2 separate regions of the Bombyx mori genome follow, and region 1 is linked to region 2. Evidence: chromatin contacts called from public Hi-C data. All regions are on one chromosome and are shown on one strand. The core of a region is the stretch at or near the end of the contact, and the rest is flanking DNA. Distances in the headings are between cores, read along the strand shown.

Region 1 (6,811 bases), core at 3,299-5,798, 37 kb after region 2:
GTAATTCGATTGCAAAATAACACATTAGAAATTACTATATAATTTTACAATGATATATGTAATTGTCGTTACAAATTCTGTTTTTAAACAGTAGTCTTTAGTTTAATTGGTCCACTTCGATACAGAATAAATCTTAAATCAATGAAATATAACTTTTAGCTACCGTGTTAAAATTAATAATTATGTAATAAATTCTCTAGTCATAATTTCGCATTCTTGTAATCTTGTGCCGGGTTATATTATCACGGTCTTTCGGACTCTAACTTTCCTGGACTTATTTGAGACATTGAGTCCAGCGTTAATATGCGGATGGAGCAATAGTGTAGTGAACTAATAATTATAACAATTGTGGTATCCGGAGTGGAGTTTTCAATAATTACGATCGATGCCCCGTTGGCGTCAAATTGCAGGACATATTTTTGTTGTAGGACCTCTTGTGAGTCCGCACGGGTATGTACCATCACCCCGCCTATTTCTGCCGTGAAGCAGTAATCCATTTCGGTTTGAAGGGTGGGTCAGCCGTTGTAACTATACTGAGACCTTAGAACTTATATCTCAAGGAACGTGTCCCATTTACGTTATAGATATCTATGGGCTCCAGTAACTATTTAACACCAGGTGTGCTTTGAGCTCGTCCACACATCTAAGCAATAAATAAAAATATATATTAACTAAGCAAAATTCTTGTTTACAAAGTCCGACCTGATAATGTGCTATGTAAGCGGTGATTTATCGACTTTATACTTAGAACAAACTCAGCGCTACCTACGGGGTCGATATAGCGAAAAACAAAATGATAATTTATAATAAAATTGCAATCATACAAAATCGAGAATTAGTTCGAGAAATTACGAAACGAGTATTTTAGATTATAAACTAATGTCACTTATTTTCTTATACTAGAAGTTTGTAAACGTTTTTAGTGGATTTAAGGTATACATTTTAAAACTCCACCGTTACTTTCGGGATATTTTTTATATTACGTGTTCTCCAGTGTTGCCAGCTTTTCAATATTAAGATAAAGTTTCTTATTTATAGTCGACGACGGCTGCAGACCGTACAACCTGTACTCTGTACATGATGTTGTATGGCTACCGAGGCTGGTAGACTTCAGGAGGTGTTCCTGAAGTGAAGGAGTACAGTTGACCGCATCTACCACATAATATAAATTATAATCTTATACCTTTAAACGAGCAATTCTTATATATAAATATATATATAATCTGAATCACGGAAACGGCTCCAACGATTTTCATAAAATTTAGTATACAGGGGATTTTGGGGGCGATAAATCGATCTAGCTACGATTTATTTTCAGAAAATGTTGTTTAATTCGTGTTTTCCATAATCAACTCTTCCCGACATCTATTGGCGAATAATAATACTTTTTTTTTTAATTGAGGGCAACTAACTGCTTTAAAGACAACAATATGGCGTTATCAAAAAAAAAAGAGCAAAGCTCGGTCATCATCTAGTATAATATTAAAAGACATATTATTAGAGTTGTAAGTATAATAGGTAGAACACAACACAGCGACTAAAATTCCTTTTTCTTTTCTTACGGTATTTCACATATTAATTAACACATAGGTACATACTTTAAAAAATAATAAATTGGATCTAAGCATCACGACGCGTCATTAGTCGGCACGTAGGCAGAAACACCCACGCGTCGCGCGGCTGTCAAACTGTCCGGGAACAATTAACGGGCTTCCTTCGAAAAATATCCAAGTGTATTCGACCTTTGAACTTGACCTCCGCTTTATAGTAACAGTAAATCTGTCCATAGAAGAAAGTTAAATAAGTTTTGTCGGTTCGGCTTTTAGAAGTTCAAGTGAATTTAATTCTAATGGCGAGAGATTTAAGTAAGTTTTTCGTCTTTCGCGTCTCGTGATGAAACTTACAGAAATGCATAATGTAATTAAATGTTTGCCTATAGATTTAAAACGGCTCTCGCCGGATCTTCTCAATGGGTGGCGTTTCCGATCCGGTGGTAGATTCTGCATCATTTTTGCTAGGGCTAGTGTTAGCAACGCCCCCAGGTTTGAGCCCCGTGAGCTCGCCTACTTCTTAGGTTACGCTGACATAGCCTCTCAAGGCTACCAGCTTAGGTTAGAAAAAAAAGTTTAAAATGGCCATTTTCGAACTTTTAAATATTTTTTTCTGCACAAAGGCACTTGTTATTATTATGAAGTTTATGAGTTATTATTTTAATTATCGTTTCACTTCGTGTGATTTCAAATATTCTGATCATAAGTATTTTTTTCATATTTCGCGAGTCGTAGACATAAATATAGAATACTTTTACGGTTCAATCTAGCGTTTTTATTGTCCCTTTAATTATTATAATATATTATTTTCGAATACATTACAGTTTTATTGGTCGCGGACGATGACGGTGTTATTCTTGGACATTTTCAATGTTGTGTTAAATACAGTCTATTTGTCGATAAAAAATATTTCCAGATTTTAACCTCCGCTAAAATCTGAATCGGGCTGACAACATTTACAAGATAAACTAGCTCAAACAAATTCCGAGTAAGAAAATTAAGACGGTCTGTAGCAGAAGTTTAAGTTTAATGTTAATCAGTGTTTTGGTCGTAAAATTATCTGACTAATAATAGCTCATCATAAATTTTAATTTTAAACACTATTAGTGTAAATTATTACTTTTAGTGACAAATTGAGATCTTATAAATTTGGGTCAGTTAAATCATTGTTAGTGGTCTATTAATTTAATCTCATATAATAATATGTTGATCTTTTAATTGTACGCTATTAAGAATATATTATAGTTTATTATTTTGGGTTGATAAATATAAACGTGAAGCAAAAATCGGTTTTGAAACAGCACTCAACGGATGCTTAATTTGAAAATTTCCTCAAATCATTATTTGTTCATAACAATTGAATTTAAAAAATGATATAAATCACATTTTTAGGTAATCTCTATAAATAAAAATGAATTGCTGTTCGTTAGTCTCGCTAAAACTCGAGAACGGCTCGACCGATTTGGCTAATTTTGGTCTTGAATTATTCGTGGAAGTACATGGAATGTTTAAAGGGTGAGAAAATATAAAAAAGCTCGGAATTATATAACAACAAACGATTTTGTTTTTCCTTTGATGTGTGTCCCCTTGATGCGTCTTTTATTTATCGATTGAGGCACTACGAAGTCTGCCGGGTCAGGTAGTTTGAAATAAAAAAAAAAAAACTTTACTTTAAAATTAATTTTTACTCCTGTAGCGTAAGATTTATACTATAAGCAACACGAGATGGTATTGTAAAAAAATTTTCAAGTTTAATTGTTGAGTTAAATTCAGAAGTATTCTGGATCCGCATTACAGCCAATATTTCATACATTTCGTGTTATAAAACATATTTAATTTTATTTATTACTAGTTTCGTTCTGTGTATTACTACTTTTTCTTGGTTGCCAAAGTGGCAGTCATAGCATAAAGAATAAGTCGTCAAGTGCATTCATGTTGGTGTTTTAGGTAGGTACCACAAGCACCGGTCACCGTCCTCGTCGAACCCGTCGCTTGCGACGAAGGGCTCGACGAGTGAATTAACCCATAGACACAGCCCTCTGAGTTTCTCGCCGGATCTTCTCAGTGGGTCGCGTTTCCGATCCGTTGGTAGATTCTGCGAAGCACTGCTCTTGCTAGTGCCAGTGTTAGCAACACTCCGGTTTGAGCCCCGTGAGCTCACCTACATGTTAGGGCGAAGCTGAAATAGCCTCTCCAAGCTTTCAGCATAGGTAGGAATAAAAAAAAGCATGCATGCTAAACGAAGGGACTATATCGGTATTAAATTCTCGTAAGCTGGTAGTATTTTTCAAGCAAAAGCACAAATTTATATGTACATAAATATTCGCAAACGTCTTCCAGTATAATGAAAGTAAGTAAGCAATTGCAACTAAAGTAAGTATGGCGTACTAGGACTTGCAGTACTTTGTCGATTTCTTTCGCGATGCAGTAATGCGTTTCGGCTTGAAGGTACGGTGACCGTATTCACGTTGGGACGTCTATGGGCTCTGGTAACCCCTCAACACTAGGAGAACTGTGAGTTGGTTAAAACATCAATATGAAAAATAAGCCAAAACTGTTAAAATTAAGAAATACCTAAACAACTACTTTTAAGCTATGCTATAATATTGCTCGGCCATTCTATTGTGACACTCAATTTACATCTGCAAAATAAATCTTGTCCATTTTGTTGTTATAAGTTAACAAAAAATAATTCACCATAATCTCACATTCATATCAAACTCACAGCAATGATCATTAAAAGCATTTCGGACAAACGTGCTCGATTCTACAGAGTGACAACTTGACAAACCGTTTCCTCAAAATTACATTAAAAACCACGACGTAATTACGCGATCCTGTTCAATTTACCCATTCCAGATTTAGTTTTGCTCGTTACTCACTACAATGTTTGTATATTTGATACGATTTTGAACCTTAAATACATAACTGCAAGGCTCGATCGTGATCAATGTCACATGCGCCATGCGAGCGTGAGTCATCTTCAGTTTGCGCGCGAACCGGTCTAGAGGCCGGGCACACGAAACAAGACCGCACCGTGGATGTGGCATTTAAGGCCCTGTAGATGACATGCTTGTCGTCATTACGTTGTTTGTTTTTCGTTTATAATAATAAAATTTGGTATTTATAACAGAGTCGGACACGGCCTGTTTTATAATGAGCCCGTGGAGTATAAGTCATTTTCGTTCTGGTGTGACATTCTTGGTATTTTACCGAAGAACGTAAACGTGTTTGACCGACAGTCTTGTAATTAACTGGTTAATAGCTACAATTTGTTTTTGCCGTTGGCTCCACGGCGATTGTATCGGTAAATTAGGGTGTATAAAAATCACATATGAGACACTTTAAGCACTTTAGACTTATAAAAATGAGAGCGAGAATAAATTATTTTACGTTATAGTGATTTAATGGGACGCCCCAGATTTAAATTTGATTTTAATCATAATCGAGTCAATAGTTTAGTTAGTTATTGTGAAAAAAACGTACAATTCGTCAAGATGGTTTATCGGGCAGACGTGAGTAGAGGACGGCGATGACACAATATGTGGGCAGACGAGTCTAACTATAAATGTGTAGTATAAGCTTCGTTCATTATTAAAGTAACGTTATTTGGGTATTCAGTAATGAAGAAGAAATACAACCGAATAGAAGGTCGAGAACGGTTGACCGGTCAAATTGTACAGCGGAACAGTTTTTTATATTTGACGAATACAATAATTTCCTACTATGTAGGTACTTGAAATGCGCTTATAAATTGTTTGTTTCCAGAAATTGCAACGATTTGAAATTTAAAAAATTATAAAAAAAAAACAGCGCCGATCAATGTATAAACGTTATCGTACCTAATCAATGGTTATTTAAAAAAAGCACTAACCGTTAAGAATTTTACAGCCTCGGTGAATTAGTAAGTGTGAAACCGAATCCCACACACACGTAGCTAATCGATAACTTGTCCATAAAACTATTTGTGGCTCAACGATATCGATTGTAGGAAACCTATTCGAGTAATTTGAGCCGAACTTGCAGCAATATAAATACTCAAATTAAATAGTATTGTTTGATATCTAAACGGACGAATATACATAACGATCATATTTATCGATAATTAAGTAATTATATTTGTTGATTTTCGTGAACATACATCGCGTAGCATCTAGTGTAAAGCTAATCATTTGGAACATTGTTTCTGTGTCTATGGTTTATACTTTGACAATATCCATGCTAGTGTTTAACTCCAAGGAAGTGTTTGTTAGAAATTTGGCGGAGTTTACTCTTATTAGATTAATTCGTATAGTCATCAAAAATGAAAACAACTTTTTAATGTTAAGTAGGTAAAGGGATGTAAACCTCTGTTTTGTTTGTTTGATTTTTCTCTATAAAACACGAAACGCAATAAAGTTATTCGATTGTATTATGTCATCGTTATAACGCAGAGGCCGTTGCCTCTCGTACACTATGAATATTCAAACCAGTTTCACCGCGGCGGAACCCGTCCGAACGCGCCTCTGGCTCCCGATTCTCGGCTACTCGACATTGATGTCATTCTCGACAGGTGTTTCCGTCGTGTCCTCATAAATAAGGGTATTGTTGTTATAATGAATGGCCGCCACCAACACCTCGTTAATGTTCGACGTTTTAATGAGTTTCACAACTATTTCTTGACGGATTGCCACTGTTCTCGCTTAAATCGATACCGGCTCGGTAAGTAATTGTGCCTGCATTTTAGCGTCTGTTATTTACACGTTTTCAATGCTTCGGGGTGAGCGAGCACAGTGAATTCTGTTTGTGGTCGTTACAGACGCGACAGATGAAGTTAATGATACATCATTTTGTTTATTTCCAGTGCAAAATTACGAGTATGTCTCATGAAAGCTGGTAATTGACAGTGTGGCGGTAACTATGATATAACTAAGTTGACCATACGTCTCGCTCTGGGCGGGATTGTCCCGCTGTCCCCAACGAAAACAAAAATGTCCCGCTTTCATTTATCTGTTGTGCATAATATGTTTATTAGAAACTTACCGAATACTTACTTATCCCAAATCCTTATTGTATTACAAAATACATATTAAAGTAACTCTAATTTTGCTGTAGAAAAGTAGTTTTTTGTTGCGAAATTATTTATAAATACAATTTTAAGGACAAGTTGGTGTAAGATTTAAGATGTCAATGAGGGTAAGATACTACATGCATATGAATGTATATACGGTACATACACCAAAATAAATTTTTTTACAATTTTTGTCTGTCTGTCTGCTTGT
Region 2 (6,715 bases), core at 1,067-3,566:
TAATAATAATCTGTCCTACATGACACTGACAGAAGTGACATTTTTTTTTTTTAAGAGATTTTATGACCTGGTAACTAAGACCTTTAAGTCATGTCTTATTTTACTTTATATTCTTAATTTTATGAAAAATGATAATATGGAGTGAAATGAAATGAAAATGATTAATTTGAGACATTAATCAACTGAGATGAAATTTAATGAAATGAAATGATATGGGATGAAATATAATCGCAGTAAAATGGTGGTCATTTACTGAGATTTTTTCAGTGGACTTTTTGGAGGAACCCGAGAAGTTACGTCAAGCAGCTTTGTTTCATTTTCCCACATTTGTGCACTTTCACAGATATTAAACAGTTAATAAACCACCATTATTACACATTTAAACCTGAAGAAACACTAAATAGACAAAATAAAACAAATCACACAACTTCACTCCTCGCGTTCCCGCCAAAAAGTCACAGAAGTGACAGAGTTGTGAAGGGAACAGATAATCACAAGGAAAAAAAATCTATCCACAGATTACAGAAGAAATTTTGCTAACAGCTGCTCCTGTTATCTCTTCGCGCTTATTTGTCAAGAACTCAGTCAGTGACAATAAACAAAGTCACATCACAATTGATAGATGCCGACAAAAAATCCAATTAAAACAATCGAATACAAACCGCGAACGTAACTGGTGTTTTTTCTTATGTAGCGTTTAAAAGTCGTTGCGTTTTATTTTTGCGCTATTAATTAATTTAATCTGTGGCACAATGAGGCGGGCGGACTCTGAACGCGAAGGACTATTCTGTTTATATATTTTACAAAGTTTGTTGCTTGATTTAGAAACACAATCACTGCATCAATGTTGTGTTTGTATTAAAATTTTGGTAATTAGGCCTGGATACTGTGATAGCTGATGAGTATTCACCAAAATGAAGGCTATTGAATTAACGTCCATTTTACTTTGAAGAAACATCAAATTATCATGTCAAATTTTAAGTACGGTTTTTGTTTCATCTTTTTTTTTTTTTTTTTTTATTGCCTTTGTAGGCAGACGGGCATACGGCCCACCTGATGGTGAGTGGTTACCGTCGCCCATGGACTTCAGCAATGCCAGGGGCAGAGCCAAGCCGCTGCCTACCGCTTAATACTCTCCACAAGCCTCGTTTGAAGAAGGACATGTCATAGCGCTCGGGAAACACCGTGGAGGGGAGCTCATTCCATAGCCGGATGGTACGTGGCAAAAAAGACCTCTGGAAACGCACTGTGGATGATCGCAGTGGCTCCAGGTAGTATGGATGAACTCTACTCCGGTGGCGGGCGGTGCGATGGTAAAAACGAGATGCTGGTATCATCTCGAACAATTCCTCAGAGCACTCCCCATGGAACATACGGTACAAAATACAGAGGGAACCGAAGTCCCTCCGCAGACCCAGAGGCTCCAAACGATCCGAGAGAATGGGATTATCGACAATCCGAACGGCCCTCCTCTGTATGGAGTCAAATGGAAGAAGCTGGTATTTGGGAGCCCCAGCCCAGAGATGGGAGCAGTACTCCATGCGAGGCCGGACTTGTGCTTTATAAAGCAAAAGTCTTTGTCCAGGCGTGAAGTACCGCTTCGCTCTGTTGAGGACTCCCAGCATTTTGGACGCCAACTTGGCTTTGCCTTCCAAATGACTCCGAAACTGGACATCGCTCGAAATGTCGACCCCAAGTATCCCGATACTCTCGGAAGGTTGCAGGGATACTCCTTGGAATTGCGGCGCCATGACAAAGGGGTCCTTCTTCGCAGTGAACGCGCAAACTTGTGTCTTTATCGGGTTGAATTGAACCAAGTTCAATTCACCCCATTCGGAGACTCGCCCCAGAGAGTTCTCCACTTCAGACACAAGTTTTGATCGTCTCTCTTGCACCACGCTCCGAGAGAGACTCTGATGGCCGATATATCGCGCATCCCCCGTGCTGTCATCCGCATAGCAATGCATGCCATCAATAGACAGCATGTCATTGATATACAGGATGAAAAGCGTGGGGGAGAGCACCGAACCTTGTGGAACGCCAGCGTTAATGGTCATGGTATCAGAACAGTCACCGTCTACAACGACCGTGATGCTCCGCCCACCCAAAAAGCTAGCGATCCACTTGCAGAGACCCTCGGGGATCTAGCTTTCCTAATAAAACCAAAGAATAATTGGAGCGAACAATATTTATTTTAATGATGTATCACAATTGCGTTCACATTGTTAGAGATATGACGAATCTAGTCTGTTCGAGAACTCGGACCATGAAATTGTGTGCACGAGGCGTATCGGCAATTTGCGTCAGTTTTTTTTTCATCACAGTCACGACAGGCCGGATTCCTCGTCGAGCCAATCGCTGGCTAGAGACGGTGTAATTGGGAGAAACTACGCCACCGCAAACGCTCGAGATCCATTGTCGACCAACTTAATGAGAACTTTGAAAACCGACTAAGTATCTAAAATGGTTAGTGTTTTAGAGACACGAAGGACCAGATTTGATTTGCCGGTCTGTAATGACACTGTCTTCTGGCTGTGTGTAAAGTGACTCTTTCGGCCCTTTTGTCCCGGTGATAGCGGTTTGTGTGATGCTGATGGTTCTTCGGCGGATGTAGAATTGACCACTCGTCGGCGATGATTATGTATTTTTTGTTCTGCCTTTTTTTTATGGACAGATTGTCATCTTATAACATGAATTATTGAATGTAGGTATGTAAGTATTTCGGTTTCGGACTTAAAATTTTATTTTGATGTTTTAGTGAATTAAGGAATTTTAATGTTTTTTAAGAGTGTCACGAACTTATGCGCGCCATTTAACCTATCATTATGCATAATTAATTTCATGGAGCATATATACAATATGAGTTAAATTATAAATTAATAAATTTTGTGATTGTTTTGGTGAATAATTAAATTAATGAATAACTTCTAACGTGCCTTCTTTGATTGAGTGAAAAAATTAATAATTTATAATTTCCACAACTTCCACAACTTCAAGGTGTTTTTTCAAGCCTAACTTAAAAAAAAATAGGCTAAAAATATGGAATGTTCGGTTTTGAAAAACGTTTAAGCGTAAACGCGTTTATATTCATACATAGAAAGCAGAAACAGCATTGTAACGCGCTAATTGATTTCGATAAACGTTACGTGCTGTACTCACCACGGCAGCGGCTTTCTAATCACGAGAACAATAAGGGGCGTTACGAGCCTAGTCACTCGCATCAGATCGAAACACGAATGTATCAAACTGGATCATTTATTTTATTGTTGAAATTCCATTACTGTAATATGTATATCTGTGGTTTTTTTTTATATTCGAAAGTGTGAATTCGAAATAGGTTTTTAGCAATAGTTAGACAAACGGATCTCAGTACTGGATGCCTCTTGCGAGAAATCGTTTTTTTTTAACTTGTGGATAATGTCATATTTGAACGTCATAATATCATAGATACGTTTATATATCCATGATACGAATATAAGAAAATTAGTTTAATCGTCAAAATGTTACTACTAAATCTCTAAGCTTCATCAAGAACTTAGCTTAGCTTAAATCATTAATCTTGATTCCGATAGCCGTATCATACTTATTTTATAGTTCATAAAACGGCCAATCTCTTCACTATGTGCCCGATACATAAATATTTCAAATTAAACTTGGCGGAAATGTAAAAATGTACGACGTAATGCCTATAAAATTTATTCGATACAATTACCTTTACTCTTTACTGCAAATCATATATCAATAATAATGTTGTAAAATTAAAGGAAATTATGATTTTAAATTACATTATCAATTAATTGCCTTTCTGTTTGGACCACTTCCGAGTTGAAAGACATCAGATAAGGACTACATGCTTAGCTTAGCTTGTTCAGTCGAACGAACATAACGTAATATATACATATATATAGCTTGGGCTTTGAAGATGGTCTAAGATATTATCTTTGCCTTCGAGATCTGTCCGGCAATTGTACGGGAGATTTAATTATATACTTTTTCGCGGTTCGCAGACACGACTTAAATTATTTTTACGTTTTAATCAATAGCGTTTAATATTTCCGACGTTTTCAGTACAATAGTATCGATATCAATCTAGTACGTGATCGAACGACTAAGTTGTGATTTGTCGAAATTTTAATATCGCATTTACAACCATTTTGTAGATTATCAATCATCACTTGACATTTACGTTTCTCGGTACGCAGAAAAAACTAACAGTATCTTATGGTTCTTGACGATAAGAGAATCCCAGGTTTTAGATTAGATAAACCCCAACCATCTTCTGCCTTGAATATTGAATATATTTTTTTATTTCAATAGCCTCGCGTGCCTACCGCCGCGGGTCGATGTAACTTGTTTTCTTTTGCAAGTATTTGTATTTCGCGAAATGCCAAATCATTACAGAAAAAGAAAACCGATGAAGCCTACATTAAACCGAATCTTTTTATTAGATTTGATCATGTTCATTTTTCATGTACACTTTGTGTCTGTATTTATTCTTAATTTTCATAATATAAATAATATATTAGTAATATATAATAACTTAGCGTATTTAGTGTAATAAAATAAATTTTATAAGCGACAAATTTATGTTTTTTAGCCAAGACACGCTATTCTAACGAATTATTTCGTAACGTAAAGAGGGTAAAGGATATTGATACGTGATTTTTGTTCTTTAACGGAATTTCTCGCCAATATTTTAAATGCTTATTTAATATTTATAATTTAAAAAATCTGAAGGTAGAGTAATATTTTTTGTATACGAATACAAGGATGTGCGGTGGAATAAGAGAATGAAAGAAATTCGCTGAAACTTGATTCTTGCTAATGTTTCGAATATTCGGTTGGTCTCCGAGCATTCGTGCCCACTGAGTTTCTCGCCGGATCTTCTCAGTGGGTCGCGATTCCGATCCGGTGGTAGATTCTGCGAAGCACTGCTCTTGTTCGGGCCAGTGTTAGCATCACTCCGGCTTGAGCCCCGTGAGCTCACGTACTAGTTAAGGTTACGCTGAAATAGCCTCTAAAGGCTATCAGCTTAGGTAGGGAAATAGTATAGTAGAAGGAGCATTCGTTAAGTGGAAGGTCTTCCCTTCGTCGCCATCGTCCCTGAAACAAGCGATAGAATTATCCATGTATTGCTGACTCACCATTAAGCTGTAATGCATGTCCTGCACCCTGTTGCCGGTTGCCGCTAGGAGCGCTGTTCCAACTCCATACGAATTTGAGTTAGCTTTTACGCGATCGAGAAGTTAAAAAACTCGCCCTAGCACACTGCATCTGTAAGCGGGATTGTGGTGCCTTTTTTTCCTACCTAAGCTGAGAGGCCTTGAGAGGCTATATTAGCTTCGCCTTAACGTGTGGGTGAGCTCACGGGGCTCAAACCGGAGTGTTGCTAGAACATGGCTTCGCAGAATCTACCACCGAATCGGAAACGCGACTCACTGAGAAGATCCGGCGAGAAACTCAGTGAGCTGTGGTGCCTATCAGTAATACGCTTTATAAAGTTTGCAAGTTTCATTGTATTCCACGTTGTCATTCTCTCACCGTGGAAGTCGGTTATGATCAACTGGTATGTACGTATTCATTATCTTAGAAACATGTCGTAACGTTTCATATATGCACGCGATAGTGCAGTCAGCAATTACCGCTACGCTAACGTTACGAAAACCGTTACCGATATATGTATAACAGTTTTAACTGCATCAAGACGTTACTGTTTATAACTGTATCATACGGTTTTTTTTTTCTTGCGTTGCGTGAAAAAGAGAATGCTGTTTAATAATTAATAATGGGATTATACGTTTTGTTGCTTTGCTAATGCTGCTGTTAAAAGTTGTTAAAAATGATTTCGAGTTTAGATCTTAAATAGTTGTGCTTGTGTAATTAGGAAATTAAATTTTTTATTGCAGTTGTTTTTTAATACTAATGTTAATCTCTATATATAAAAATGAATTGCTGTTCGTTAGTCTCGCTAAAACTCGAGAACGGCTGAACCGATTTGGCTAATTTTGGTCTTGAATTTTTGTGGAAGTCCATAGAAGGTTTAAAAGGTAGATAAATATGAAAATGCTCGGAATTAAATAAAAATAACAATTTTGTTTTTCCTTTGATATGTCCCCCGTTGGTCGGTCGGTGAATGATTCTTTCAATACCAATAATTACTTTGAAATAAATTTGAGATAACGTTTGGTTGCGTGCGTTTATAGAACAAACATTTATAAATTTAATTACTGTTTTAGTGTGAAAGTAAATGGACTCCAAATAAAATGAGTACACGGCCAGAGCTCTTATCCAAGCTTTAAAGGTTATGTTTAAAAAAATATGACAGAATATCTTAGTGACAATAATATTGGGCTCAAGTTTATTTAACAAGAGCGATCATTCAATGCCTACAAATGCATATTGTTGTCAGCGCTATCGGGGTAGTTTCCTACTTATTGTATTATAAAGGAAGACGTGTTATAATATGAATCAATCGTATCGGTTACAAAGAAGCCGCATGCACATTACGAAATGAGTTCTCACGTATTGTTATCATAATGAGACTGCATATACATAATCGAGCCAAATATACGTATGTACGTAAATGAACGGTCTTAAATAATTACCTAATATCGTTCTAGAATCTTCACAAATTATATTGGCTAACCAATAAATTAGAGAGTAATGTTGGTAAAACGACATGAGTAATATAATATAGTCCCTTTGATTCTTTGGT

The links. Hi-C and Micro-C count contacts between places; a contact is called where the count stands out from the background.
Region 1: a Hi-C map of midgut shows a contact between it and region 2, with 1.6 times the contacts expected there. The contact joins two enhancer-like sites. A contact is called at or near these places in 4 of 7 Hi-C or Micro-C datasets (middle silk gland, midgut, posterior silk gland and 1 more).

Annotation. Positions count from the first base shown.
Region 1 is chr4:14,894,258-14,901,068 of ASM3026992v2, forward strand. No RefSeq gene overlaps it. Among protein-coding and RNA genes, the nearest start is that of LOC134198818, 7.6 kb to the left of the region's middle. Within about 2 kb of position 4,549, at least 8 of the 8 cell types and tissues checked have open chromatin away from gene starts, as enhancers often do.
Region 2 is chr4:14,859,350-14,866,064 of ASM3026992v2, forward strand. The region is part of intron 1 of LOC134198819 (a long non-coding RNA gene); the gene reads left to right. Among protein-coding and RNA genes, the nearest start is that of LOC134198819, 7.8 kb to the left of the region's middle. Within about 2 kb of position 2,317, at least 3 of the 8 cell types and tissues checked have open chromatin away from gene starts, as enhancers often do.